Regions from separate parts of the Mus musculus genome. Here all the other regions are linked to region 2. A link is a contact called in public Hi-C and targeted proximity ligation data. All regions are on one chromosome and are shown on one strand. The core of a region is the stretch at or near the end of the contact, and the rest is flanking DNA. Distances in the headings are between cores, read along the strand shown. Region 1 holds the start of Deptor (DEP domain containing MTOR-interacting protein). Region 2 has its middle 5.4 kb from the start of Gm35312. Region 3 overlaps Deptor (DEP domain containing MTOR-interacting protein).

Evidence for each region. A called contact is a pair of places that touch in the nucleus more often than the background predicts.
Region 1: a Hi-C map of embryonic stem cells shows a contact between it and region 2, with 6 times the contacts expected there. A contact is called at or near these places in 31 of 39 promoter capture datasets (the 3T3-L1 cell line, 3T3-L1-derived adipocytes, the C10 cell line and 19 more), 309 of 484 Hi-C or Micro-C datasets (2-cell-like embryonic stem cells, the 3T3-L1 cell line, 3T3-L1-derived adipocytes and 158 more), 68 of 130 datasets of targeted methods (the 230-238 cell line, CD4 single positive thymocytes, CD8 T cells and 41 more) and 7 of 9 other capture datasets (adipose tissue, embryonic stem cells, embryonic tail and 4 more).
Region 3: a contact with region 2 is called in a targeted proximity ligation map of embryonic stem cells, with 8 read pairs. A contact is called at or near these places in 1 of 39 promoter capture datasets (embryonic stem cells), 5 of 484 Hi-C or Micro-C datasets (the G1E-ER4 cell line, bone marrow-derived macrophages, embryonic fibroblasts and 2 more), 14 of 130 datasets of targeted methods (a beta-TC-6 cell line, craniofacial prominence, embryonic basal ganglia and 9 more) and 3 of 9 other capture datasets (adipose tissue, liver and pancreatic islet).

What each region holds. Positions count from the first base shown.
Region 1 is chr15:55,109,885-55,114,316 of GRCm38.p6, forward strand. It overlaps Deptor (DEP domain containing MTOR-interacting protein), which reads left to right and starts at 2,433. Exons shown (of 9, transcript NM_145470.3): 1 at 2,433-2,735. The coding sequence starts at 2,614. Gm9920 (predicted gene 9920) reads right to left here and starts at 3,698. Exons shown (of 5, transcript NR_045093.1): 1 at 3,456-3,698; 2 at 2,459-2,712; 3 at 1,236-1,332.
Region 2 is chr15:55,285,484-55,289,601 of GRCm38.p6, forward strand. No RefSeq gene overlaps it. Among named protein-coding and RNA genes, the nearest start is that of Gm35312, 5.4 kb to the left of the region's middle.
Region 3 is chr15:55,139,888-55,144,145 of GRCm38.p6, forward strand. All of the region lies in intron 1 of Deptor (DEP domain containing MTOR-interacting protein), which reads left to right. Among named protein-coding and RNA genes, the nearest start is that of Gm9920, 28 kb to the left of the region's middle.

The DNA of each region.
Region 1 (4,432 bases), core at 1,183-3,682, 180 kb before region 2:
ATGGACTCGGGGGGCCCTCCCCCTTTTAAACACAGTTTCTTAGTAAACTCTCAGGCCTTGATCAGAGAAAATTTGTTTGTCTTGGCTTCATTATTTCTCTCGCCATCTAGTCTCTCTTTCAGCCCCAGCCTGCCTTCCAGGAGTACCCAGTTCATGTAGGCCGGGCTGGCCCAACAGCCTTTGGAACGTGGAGGCAAGAGAATCAGGAGTTTGAGGCCAGCTTTGGCTACATGAGATGTTCTGTTTCAAAAAGCTAAAACCGAAGATAAAATTAAAAGTTATTTTCCCTTTCAGGTCAGGCATTTCCCTAACTTGAATTTTTTTTTTAGCCTTACATTGCAGTAATTTTTTTAAAATTACAGATGTACACAATTTTGTTATTAAAATGTATCTTCAAAACTTTATTTATTGAACTGTTATTTCATGAATGTCACAGACCATCCCTAGAAAGTAAAAATTACTTTTCGTCTTATCAATAGAAAATTGAAATTCAAAGAGCTTTAGTGACTGACATAAAATTATAAACTTGGACAATGGTCGGCGAGGACCAAGATTGCATGGGTGAATGAAACAAATCTCAATATTCTGTATAGTAAGTATAAGATTTAAAACCTGAGAACCAGCAGCTGGGCATAGTGGCGCACGCCTTTAATCCTACCACTCTGGAGGCAGAGGCAGGCAGCCCTCTGAGTTTTAGGTCAGCCTGATCTCCAGAGTGAGTTCCAGGCCAGCCAGGCTGCACAGAGAAACCTTACCTTGACAAACCAAGCAAAAACAAACAGACAGACAGACAGCTGTTACCCTCATTAAGTCTAGGCCATCTCCCTCTGTCACTTAATGTTTATGCTATGGGGCTCTTAGAATACTTTGAACTGAAACCTCTCTCCATTGGTGCATCTTTTAAAATATTTACCTTTGAGGAAAAAATTTACCTTTGGAGGAAAAAATAGAACAGAGCATGGTGTTCAGGTCTTATAATTCCAGCACTTTGGAGACTGAGGCAGGGGGATCAAGGGTTTGATGCTATCCTGGGCTACACAGCAAGATTCTACCCCAAACAATAGTTTTGTTTACCAGAGAATGGACCTTGCAAAGTACTAAATGCTCTACTTTTGTGACCCTAGCAGGTTCAGAGCCTAGTCTTCAGGAATGTCAAGTAACATTCACAGCAGCATATGTTTTGTTATATACTGACACTTCCTGAAGATTGTGACAGTTATCGTAGACACAAGTACCTGTATCTTCCAAAAGGCAAATCCAAAGATACTTCAACAAATGTGTATGGCCGCGGAAGCCATGACTTCCCAGTCAAGCTATGTTGAAGTTTACAAACTAAAAACGAAGAGACACAGTGATGACTTTTAATGAACATGGTAGACCAGCTCGGCCATTCAAATATGTTTAACCTCCTCCTCTTTCTCCTCCTCCTCCTCACCCCCCCCTCCTCCTCTTCTTCTTTTAAAGATTTATTTATTTTATATGTGTGAGTACACTGTCGATGTGGCTGTCTTCAGACACACCAGAAGAGGGTATCAAATCCCATTACAGATGGTTGTGAGCCACCATGTGGTTACTGGGATTTGAACTCAGGACACCTGGAAGAGGAGTGAGTCAGTGCTCTTAACAGCTGAGCCATCTCTCCAGCCCCTAACCTGCTCTTCTAACGGTTTATTGTATTGCTTGCTTTTGTCAGTTAAGCTGTTTTTGGTTTTAGTTTGTTTTATGAGACAAGGTATCTTCTTATCCCAGTCTGGTCCAAACTCATGATCATCTTCTGAAGTTCTGGGAACATAAGTGTGTCGCCATGCCTGCCAAGATAGAGTTGTTTTAAAAACATAACCTAAAACTGAGAATGCTCTTGCCTGCTTGCCTGAGACAAGTTACCTCACCCCTCCGAGTTGCCTTCCCGACGTAAAAGGAATGATATGGGAAACACAAGAGGGTAGCAATTTATCTAAAACATCTTTAATGCAGCAGATGTGGACAAGTGATAGCTACAACTAGTGTAAAAAAGGGATTAAGAGCATTTAGGTAGGAAACCAAAGTAATGAAGCCAGGTTCTTAGTCTTTTTGAACCGCAGGGCAGGATCCTTTATTGACTCCACCATAGGGTAGTAGTAGATGGTCTATAGGGAAAGGGATCAGGTAGCCTGAAATGCCCTTCAGCAATATCCTCAACTGCTCCGTTTTTGAGTAATCTGTTCTCATTTTTATTCTCTACAACTCTAGTATGGAAAATGGAGAAAAACTGCAACATTCCCCAGCATGAGTTTGGGAGTGAAAAAGGAAATATAAAAGAGGAGCGAAAGGCTCAACCTCCTGCAAAAACTCAGGGCTCAGAGCTCCGCCCCGATGTTTTTATTTTTCTCCTTGTCCCCGCCCCCCGACCATGAGAGAGCCCAGGCCACGCCCCCAAGCCGAAGTTCCAGACCCGGACTCGCCGACTTCTCCTGCTTACCCGCAGGGATTCCCTCACCAGCCAATCGCGTCTGAGCCACGGCACCGCCCGGAACAAAGATGGCCGGGGCGGCCTCGGGGAGGGCACATTGATCCAAACGCCAGGCGCACCCGCCGGGACAGCAAAGGCAGAGTGGCAACCGCGCGGTCAGGAACATGGAAGAGGGCAGCAGCGGCGGCAGTGGTAGCAGCGACAGCAACGCCGGCGGGAGCGGCGGGGTGCAGCAGAGAGAGCTGGAACGCATGGCTGAAGTCCTAGTTACGGGAGAGCAGCTCCGGTAAGGAAAGGCACTCAGTAGATGGGCTCTCGATTGCCCTATGCCCGCCGCGGTCCGGAGCGCACACGCCATCTGGCTCGTGGCAGGCGTGTCGCGCGGGGCGTAGGGACAGTTGCGAGCGAGTGGGATGGTTGGGTCGCGCTGCACGGGTGCCTGGCTACTGCAGCCCGGAGGCTAGCAGCTTCAGCCAGGCTGCGGGGACCGATGCCGGGAACGCGCGGTGCAGGCTGCGCCCTAGCTGGACTGCTGCAGCCATGCGTCCCTCCGACTCGCCACCACTCAGTGCGTGCAAACCCCCTTGCCAGGTGTTCCTGATGACTGTCTAGTCTGCTCGCTCCAAAAAGAAGAGATTTCGGATGGGACCCCAGTCCCTGCGCTTCCAGATAGAAGGCTCCAGCACCCATGAGTGCCTTCGGTTCAGCTTTCCTTTTTTTCTAGCAAGACATGCTTCCCTCATTGGAGCTTCAGGTTACTTTTATGTAAAACCTGGAGCATATCTGCGAGTGCTTTGACGGGTTGCTTCTCTTCCAAAACCTTTCCCAGTTCTTTACCTATCCCTTGATTGGCACACTTGGTTTCAGGTGTCACTTGGGTCCGCAAGGGGGCGTGAAAGTACCTTGTTCAGTGCCCACGTTTGGGACCCCGGAGTTGGCCCACCGCCGCGCACTTTTCCTAGAATTACCACTTTCCCATCTCACAGATCCAGGAACAAGCACTTACCCCCAGGGCTCTTTTGACATTCCCATCGCTTCCTGTTCCTTTTTCTTGGGCATATGCTTAAGACTTGTGCTTCCGCAGCTGCCTTGATATTGGGGGTTGTAAATCAGATTGCCACTCCAAATGAATCCGGCTCTGCCAGAACTTGAACCGCGAGCCCAGTCCCACCTGAAAGAAGTGTGCTAGCTCCCTCTAGCTCTTGGCTTGATTTTTCCGGCTTATTTCGGTTTCTAGATGGCTGTTTCCAGACTGGAAGGAGAGTGTTACAGAGGTTCCTGGAGGTCTGGTAAAGCACTTGGCTTTGCAGTGTTCAGTTTGAGGAAGTAGCTGTTGGCAGTCAGGACGGTGGAGTCCAGTGTGACAGAAGGAAAATCACGCATTTCAGTTCCTCGTTAAATCTCAACTGTGTGGCCAAAATTGAAGGGAATTAAAAACCTGTTTTCCTTCATCAAGAGTATTTTGTAATGGAGATGACGTAAAGTTTTTCTGATTTAATTGGACTTTCTTAATAATTTATTGTTTTGTTCTTTACTATATTGCTGTTTGAAAAGGCTTTGCTTGGGTGAGATTCCTTGCTTTTTGTTTCTTTTACAAACATCATTAAGACCCCCAGTCACTTTCTCCTTCTCGATAACTGCTCCTGAAATGCACATTCTTCAGCCTCCCCTGAGCGCTCGCAGGCTTTCCCACCACAAATCTGCAGACCTGGGACTCGGGCTTGGTTTTCTATTCCTCCGCCATGTGGCCAAGTGTTACCGTGACTCTGTTTTGAGGAAGGCTTTGAACCTGACAGAATCCTGGCCTTGCCCTTGACTTGGCTAGTGTAGAGCCTGGGACAAAGATGAGTAACACTAACTTTTACCTGGTAGTGTTGTTATGAGGATTATGTGGCGTTAGTGCAGGCACCGGTGGGTGCTGCTACGCACTATATGATCACTAGCCAGGGTAGCCATGTTTGGACAAATTAATTTACTCGTCTG
Region 2 (4,118 bases), core at 1,183-3,682:
TGTGCCAGCAGAGGGCGTCAGACCCCATTATGGATGGTTGTGAGCCACGATGTGGTTGCTGAAAATTGACTTCAGGGCTTCTGGAAGAGCAGCCGGTGCTCTTAACTGCTGAGCCATCTCTCCAGCCCCCAGTGATGGGAATTCTTAAACTATGAACATACAGCTGAAGATAGGTGTTAAAACAGAAGACGTTTCTAAACTCTGTGGCTTAAGCAGTTCAAGTCTAGGGAATCTGACAAAGTTTATGATGTGTAAGCCTAGAAACTTAAATATGGCATCAGAATTTGCAAGATGCCTCAGTGGTTAAAAGGACTGGCTGCCATGCATGCTGCCTGCATTTAACCACAGGAATCTACATGATATAAGGAGAAAAATGGACTCTTGTAAGTACCTCTACCCATGTGCTGCAGCGGGTGCGTGTCTCCCCAACACACACACACACACACACACACACACTGTGTAAATGTGGGAGGTAATTTTAAACAGCATTACTAATCTGTGTATTGGGCCACCTATCTAGAATACTAACATTCAGAAAGATGAGGCAGGAAGTTACTACTTTGAATCTAGCCTGAGCTACTTTACGAGACCTTGTCTCAAACAAAAGAAAACACCCATAAAAAGAAATTGCTGGCTCTAAAATAGTAAGCAAGAAGTGTCTTAATATCTAGAGGCTTCTCCCAAGCATGCGGAGCTGAGGTTATCCTCGCCCGGTGACTCTGAAGACATCTAAGAGCTTGGTGCCAAGGAAACAGTTTACTTAAGACAAGTCCATCTAAGAGTCACTTCATTTCAGAACTGTGGAGAGAAGCAAGTCACTTACCTTCTCTGTTTGAAAAGACAGAGAAGTGCGGGGGTGGGGGGTGGGGGGTGGGGGGAAAGATTAATGGAGCCGCACCCCTCGGCCAAATCCAGCCTGCACACTCACTGGTGTGCAGAAAGGGAACTGTGCATGTTTGGGAAAGGATGTCTGTCCCTTGTGTCTTCCTCCTCCTCCTGTCTTGGAAAAAAAAAAAAGAATATCTTTGTACTGATCAATTCTATCTGGGGATTAAAGCACATTTAGTTTTAGAGGTACTTTAGGGATGGGATGTAGCTTAATGATAGAAGACATGCTTAGCATACTGAAGCCCCTAGATTCTATTTCCAACAACTCTTCTTAAAAATGAAAGGTAGTAGATTTTTTTCCATTTTAACCAAAACCTCCCCAAACAGTATAGTTAGTTCATGACCAAGAGTTCAAACACAGGAGCCTGTGGGAGATGTTTTGCATTCAGAACACATCCATCACTAACATCAAATTTCTTTTTCTTTTTTTTCTGAGACAGAGTTTCTCTGTATAGCCCTGGCTGTCCTGGAACTCACTTTGTAGACCTCGAACTCAGAAATCCACCTGCCTCTGCCTCCCAAGTGCTGGGATTAAAGGCGTGTGCCACCACGCCCACTAACATCAAATTTCTTATTTTTCCTCCATAAACTGCACTCCTAGATTCTTTCCAGGGCCAGTGGCGGGAGTTACCCAGAGCCTGAGACCTTTAGATATTACCAATCCCACTGACTGGTAGGAAGAGGGTCAGAAGTAGGATTCTCTGATAGCTCATGAACTCTTTTTTTTTTTTCTTTCCTTTTGCACTCCCCTCCTCCCCCAGCAGGCAGGTGGAAGGGGCAATAAATGTTAAGACATGGTCTCATCAGGTAGCCAAGGACAACCTCAAACTTAGTCTTCCTGACGGCCTCCCAAGTATGGACATTACGAGCATCATGCCGTTCTTGAACTGTTCTTCTTCAGATCAGTGTCACGTGGTCCAGAGTCAAGGTCGAAATGCAGGCTATAGACTTTCAATCTCACTGGACATGTGGAAGAATGTTGAGGTGACGTGTGCGGCAGAACGACACGGGTCTTTTACTATGAAAGTGTGAGGCACGCAGGGCAGATGGCGGAGGGGCTCTGACTGCTGAGTCCCCAGATGGTGCATGCATGAGTAGCTTCCGTTTGACCATCCAGGCAGCATGGCAGACATAGAATATATGTTGAAGGAGGAAAGTATTTGTGGGTGCAAAAATTTGGGATGGATCTGGAAGTTAACAAAGAAAAGATTTTTAGTTTGAGGCTATTCAAGTGACTTTTCTTTGGCTAAAGGGACACAATATCAAGTCTCTGGGGAGACAGAGAGACTATCAGTGAATTCAATAGGAAAGAAGAGCTAGACTAATAGTCACCCTTGGGAAGGGGAGGGAGCAGTGCTGTCCAGCTTGTGATTTAATAAGAGAGTTTGGTCTAAGTGGGAGGACATTTCCTCATCTTCAGTCTTTAAATAGGCTGTGGTGATTATCATGTGCAATCTGCATTTTCCTTGCCTGGCCAGGGCCTGGGTGCCTTCTTGGCTTCTCATTGTCATGCTAGCTATTTCTAGCCACATAGATCACCTGACTTCCCCTCCATTCTCCACCTCACCCTCTATGGCTCAGGGTCCGGCCTGGAGCAACCCCTTGCTTTGCAGCCTTGGTGTGTGGAAGTTATAAAGCTTCCTTATCCACGTTGCTGACCACTGCCCCACCATTTCCAGGAGCCCCAGCAATGACTGGGTCCCAACAGAAACTTGTCTGAGGTCCTCAGCATCAGTTACTATCTCTGTTCACTGTTTCCTTGGTTCTGTCAATTGCCAAGATAGCCAGGCTCAGGAATGACTATTGCTTCTGGAGTCTTGACTGGGTAGGAAATACTCTCTCCTTCCATTGATCTCTTGCCAAGAACCAGCCTCTGCTTGGAGAGGGGTTCTGAGGAAGGGGTGTCTAGGAATGGCTAAACAAACAACTATAAGTCAAATTGTCCAGGCTGGTGGCCTATGTTCTTTCTGCTCTAGACCGCTTTCCAGGCTGCTCTCTTTCTCTCTGATGTGTTTTCTCTCTCTCTAAGTTCTGCTCCAGATGGTTCTCCAAGCAGTTCTCTCTGGCTATTCTAAAAAAAATTCTCTGAATAGCTTATCTCTTGCAGATCATAGGTCCAGTCTTTTATTTTACATATCAATTCAGTCATTTACTCCAGGTTTCCTTTTGATTGTCTCATGAATCAGCATCCGGAGACCCAAGGCCCTTGATTCCTAAGAGACTGCAAACACACATTTTCTGTTAACATTGCAAAAGAATTCAGAGGTCTACCTGTTAAGCACAGACAGCAAGCTAATTGAGTATGCCTCATCCTGAAATTACCATTTCTACCTCACCTGGACCTAAATTAGTTCTGTCTCAGGCTGACCTTGAACTCAGGAATCTGTCTGCCCGGGTAAGTAAAAACAAGATGATGTCCTGCAATTATCATTTCCTAAATCTCTTTATCTCCTTCCTTAGTATCTTTCCAACAAGTTGTCTCATAGTTAGCTGCCTTTATTCTTTTAGAATCAAGAGGCCTCTCATAAAATTCATATTGTATATTTTTTGCATATTTTTGAGGAATTATATATTTTGAACTCATGTTTTAAAGAGTTCTTTTCCACCCCCTTAAGGGCTGTCCTGAAGGACCCCAGGGCTTCCCATTTTGCTGAGACATTAGCCACACCTTAACCTCCTGGATTTGTGCTATTTCTGATTATCATGGAGTCATTAATATTAACAGGGAGAACATTGCTCGAAGGAGGAATGTAAAATGTGTACATTATTATACAAACAAGCCTTATGTCCTTGGCAGCCATTGACATTCATGGAGACCCCTGTCGTGTCTGTTGGCCTTGTTCCAGGGGCAGGGACCATGTCACTCTGTCCCCATGAAGACCATGCTGGACCCAGCAGCCTCTTCTCTGGGTTTTTGCCAAGGAAAAAAAGGAATCTCTGACCATTTTATTATTTTTTTTCTTTTTCTTTTTGGTTGTCTCCCCCCGCCCCTCCCCAGGGTTTCTCTGTATAGCCCTGGCTGTCCTGGAACTCACTTTGAGACCAGGCTGTCCTCCAACTCAGAAATCCACCTGCCTCTGCCTCCCGAGTGCTGGGATTAAAGGCGTGCGCCACCACTGCCCGGCTCATTTTATTCCTTTACTTTCTTTATATCCACCTTTTTTCTATAATCCATTTGGCCAAAAATGGTTAGGCAGAACCCTTTAAGGAAGAAAGCCCTCTAGTTAATG
Region 3 (4,258 bases), core at 19-2,518, 150 kb before region 2:
CATGCTTTACCAGTGGCCCTAAGACCCTGTAGGAGAGCAGGAGCAAGGCTGAGCTCAAGGTGGAAACATGTTCACCAAGCAGGTGCCCTTGCAAGGCTGCCCTTGGAAGAGCGAGGTTTTTTTTGAGTTATTAAAAGTGTTCAAATCCAGCAACCACATGGTGGCTCACAACCATCCGTAATGCTCCCAGCACTAAGCAGGCACACTTATGGTTGGGAGGTGAGAGAAGAGCCTGGGTCACGGAGGGAAGCCTACTTAGAGCCTAGCTTTGCAAAGTCTCAAATGCATGGAATCCAGGCTCACGCAAGCCCCTGAGGGTATAGGAAATGTCTTAGGTGATGTCTCCTCCTCACCCCCACCTCCACCCCAGCACCTCTGAAATCAGTGGAGAGCTGAGGAGGAAGGATAGAGCCATGTAATTCCCACTCCTCCACCCAAGTCTTAATTATTGAAAGGATACACATGTCTTGGCAGAAAACCTGGAAAACTGAAGGAGAAACCCACTCCAGACATGGCTTTGCTTGCCCCTCGCAGGGCTAGCCTCGGTACTCCTGTTTCTCTGTGCTGATCAGCTTGCCTTTTTTTCCAAACCTGCCAGTCCCATTTTCTTGGTATCTCCAGGCTTCACTAGTTCTGTGATTGTCTGTTTCTCGTTTTGCTTTTTGAGACAGAGTATAGCCTTAAACTCACTACATAGCTGAGGCTAGCCTGGAACAACTAACGTTCCTTTCTCCTCCTTCCCAAGTGCTGAATCACAGAGGTGCTCCACCGTATCCAGTGTGGGTCTACTAGTTTTAAACCTTTGTGTTTATGACTTCTAGGAAGACCAAGGATGTAGAAAGTATGTGTGGGAAAACTGGGAACTATTCTGGGCTCGTCTGTCCAAACTCCTTTAAGCCAGAATGCTCAATATTGTTCTTTGTTGAAGTGTTTCTTTGCACAAAGACAGTTTGAAAACTGCAGGTATTGTCATAACTGGGGGACTGAACCATCTGGCGAGGGTCACTTAATTCCTGCCAGGTGGAATGAGAAGGACAGAAATGTCCTTGTCCTTTATCTTGGCTTGTCCATGAAAGCTGGCGAGGGCCATCATAGGTTAGGGACACCTTTTGCACTCTGTTCTAGGAAAGTGACAAGGAGATGGATTTGGGCCTTGCCTGGATTTGAGGAAGGCAGTTTTAAATAAAAAGGGATGTTGGGTATGGCAAGCAGGCCATTGTTCACAGTCTGCATAGTTAGAGGTGTGGCTTTACGCTGGGTGTGGTGGCCCACAACTTTGATTCCCATCACTCAAACACAGCCAGGCAGTTCTCTATGAATTTCAGGCTAGCCTGGCCTACGTTAGAGGGTTCCTAAGCCAGCCAAAGCTACATAGTGAAACTCTCAAATCCCCACACTGCCAAAACTGAAGGGAGGGAAGCTCTAGCTCGGGGCACACTTCTCAACAGTCCTGTATGATGAGACCCTGCCTCTAGAACAAGTCCTAGGGTTCTGGGAATTTTATTTGCTTTTAAATTTAGGTCTATCAGGTAGGTGTCCTGGCACCCACCCATAATCCAAGCGCACAGAAGGCTAACTCTGGAGTACCTAAGGTTCAACCCTGGCCTGGGCCACACAGTGAGACTCTATCTCAAAACAAAAAGATCTAGATAAACTGCACATTAGTGAACAGTGATGAAGTTATGTGTCAGGAACACCTGCTCAGTGGCCAGCCTCTCCCTCCTCGACATCATGCCTATTTATATTGTATCTTGTATACAATATTGTGCATCCCGTTTGTCTACCAGGTATCTCAGCATCCAGTATGCCAGGCAGAATAACAGGGTATGCTTGCAGTGTGAAGATTGGTATCTCTTCATTGGAGTGGCTTTTTTTTTTTTTTTTCTAGAGCATTCCATTTCCATGGCTCATTTTTAGACTTCTGTTTCTGGCAATGAAAGAGAAGAGATGGAGGCAGAGGTATGGAGAATGTGTAACCTCTGGTCACATATCTAAAAATATCAACATTTCTCTCCCACGTTCCTGGGTATAATTTTTCCCTCTTTCTGGCCCTTCCCCGCCATCTGCTTCCATTTTTAAATTTTTATTGTTGTTAGTGTGTGTATAAGACAGAGGAAGCATATGTGTGTTATTGCGTGCATGCACGCATGTGTACATGCATGTGTTGTGTGCTTGCCACAGCACATGTGTAGATGACAGTTTGGAAGAGTCACTTTCTTCATCCTTACCTGGTGTCTAGGGATCAAACTCAGGTTGCCCGGCCCCTTTATCTTCTAAGCAATCTCAGTAAACCTACTCTGATGATTCCCTTGGTTTGTTTTGCTTTGTTTTTGAGACAGTTTTACACTAGATAGCCAAAGCTAGCATTGAACTCGCAGTGTAGCCGAGGTTAGCTATGAATTTGTAGCAATCCTCATTGCCAGCCTCCCACATGAGCCACCTGATCTAGCTGCATCTGTTGTTTGTTGTTTCTTTGCAACACTCGGAATGGCACCTAGGCCCTCTAGCATGCTAGGCTGGCTCTACACTGTCACCTGTCCCCACCCCAAGCACTGGTAAATAGACCCAGGGCCTTATATGTATTTGCTTAGGTAAGCTCTTAAGCTCTTTACCAATGAACCACACAAAGCTACTGTTTCCTTAAACAAGAAACATACCAGCTTCTGGAGGGATGTAGGGCCAGAGGGACTGGGGTGTCACCCTGCTCCCTGCTGTGCAGAATGAGTCAGTGGAAATAAAGAAGTTTTTTAGCACTGCACTCAGGGGTCACAAAAGGATAGTAAACGAAGTTCTTTCTCTCTTTCTCTCTGTAGTATTTCAAGATAAACACTACCTAATAATTTTTTTGTTGTTGTTGTTTAAATTTGGAAAGTATACAAGAGCTGAAACTCCTCTCTTGGCTCCTAACAGATTCCTCCTCCGCTGAATTATGTGGCATTTTGTTCCACATTTACATTTCTAGATAAATTGGCCCTCATTATTCTTGGATTCCTGACAGACAGCATGTCTAAGAATGAGTGTTTTGCGTTCTGCCGCTCTGTGCGTGTTCAACAAATGACTCATTGCTATTGTCGCTGAATTAATTAGCAGGATCCCTGTGAAGATGTCAGCATACTTGGGTAAACTAACTTTATAAAATCAGGGCTCAGTATCTTCTTGATAATTGGAACTGCATTCAGGTGCCATTTGCAGTTTTAGGATTGTTTAGGGACTCATCCTGAGGACCACCGCCTATGGAGTTATAACTGTGCCTAGCACATAGGGCGACTCTCAAGCCCCAGTATTTTTTAGTTTTATTATTTACTTTTTTGTGTGTGTGGGGGGCGCATACCATGGAGTCTGGCAAGTGTATACTTCAGGGAGCCAGTTCTGTTTCTGCCATGGCTTCCAGGGTTTGACCTCAGGATGTCAGGGTTACACACCGAAGGTAAAATCCACTAAGCCATCTGGATGGCCCTTTTGGTTTTTGTTTTGTTAACAATTCACTATATGTTAAGACAATTCTATTTCATGGATTGTGTTTTCTTTCAGATTGGCCTTTCCTGCCTCTCTCTTTTCTTCCCTCTCTCCCTCCCTCTCTCCCTCCCTCCCTCCCTTCCTCCCTTCCTTCCTTCCTTGACTATGTGTCTGTGTGTGTTATTGTTGTTATTATTTTGCTTTAGGATTTTCCACAACCTTCCCCTTTATATTTACATATAACACAGATGTCTCTATCCATACATCAAGTCTATTTTACATACATGAAGGAAAGCATCGAATTGAGGCCTTGCTTAGTTTTAGAAGGACAGTCCATGGTCATCTTGACGGGAAACAGACTGATAGGGCACTGGAGCGATTGTTGAGAACTTCACAACCCGATTGTCAGGCTGGCGGCAGGCAGAGAAAGAGACGGGGGCTAAGTGTGGGTTTTTGAAGCCCCAGAACCCACCCCCAGTAACACTCTCCCTTCATCAAGGCAGTGCGTCCTAGTCCTTCCCAAACCGTCCCTCTGCTTAGTGCCTGAGCATTCCAATGCCTGAGCCTATGAGGGTGATTTGCATTCAAACCAGCACACTCAATGTATAGCTGATTGCTTCTTCATTCATAGTGTAAGGGCCAAGGGAGCTGGAAGGGGACTTGCTTCTGTGCCTTTGTGGAACTTCTCATCCTGGGTTTGCTTTGCTAAGGCAGAGATGGCTCCACCTAGCAGGGAGGCTTCTGTGTGCCGAGAACCTACTTGTCAGACATTGTCACTGCGGAATCTCCGCTTATTTCCTTG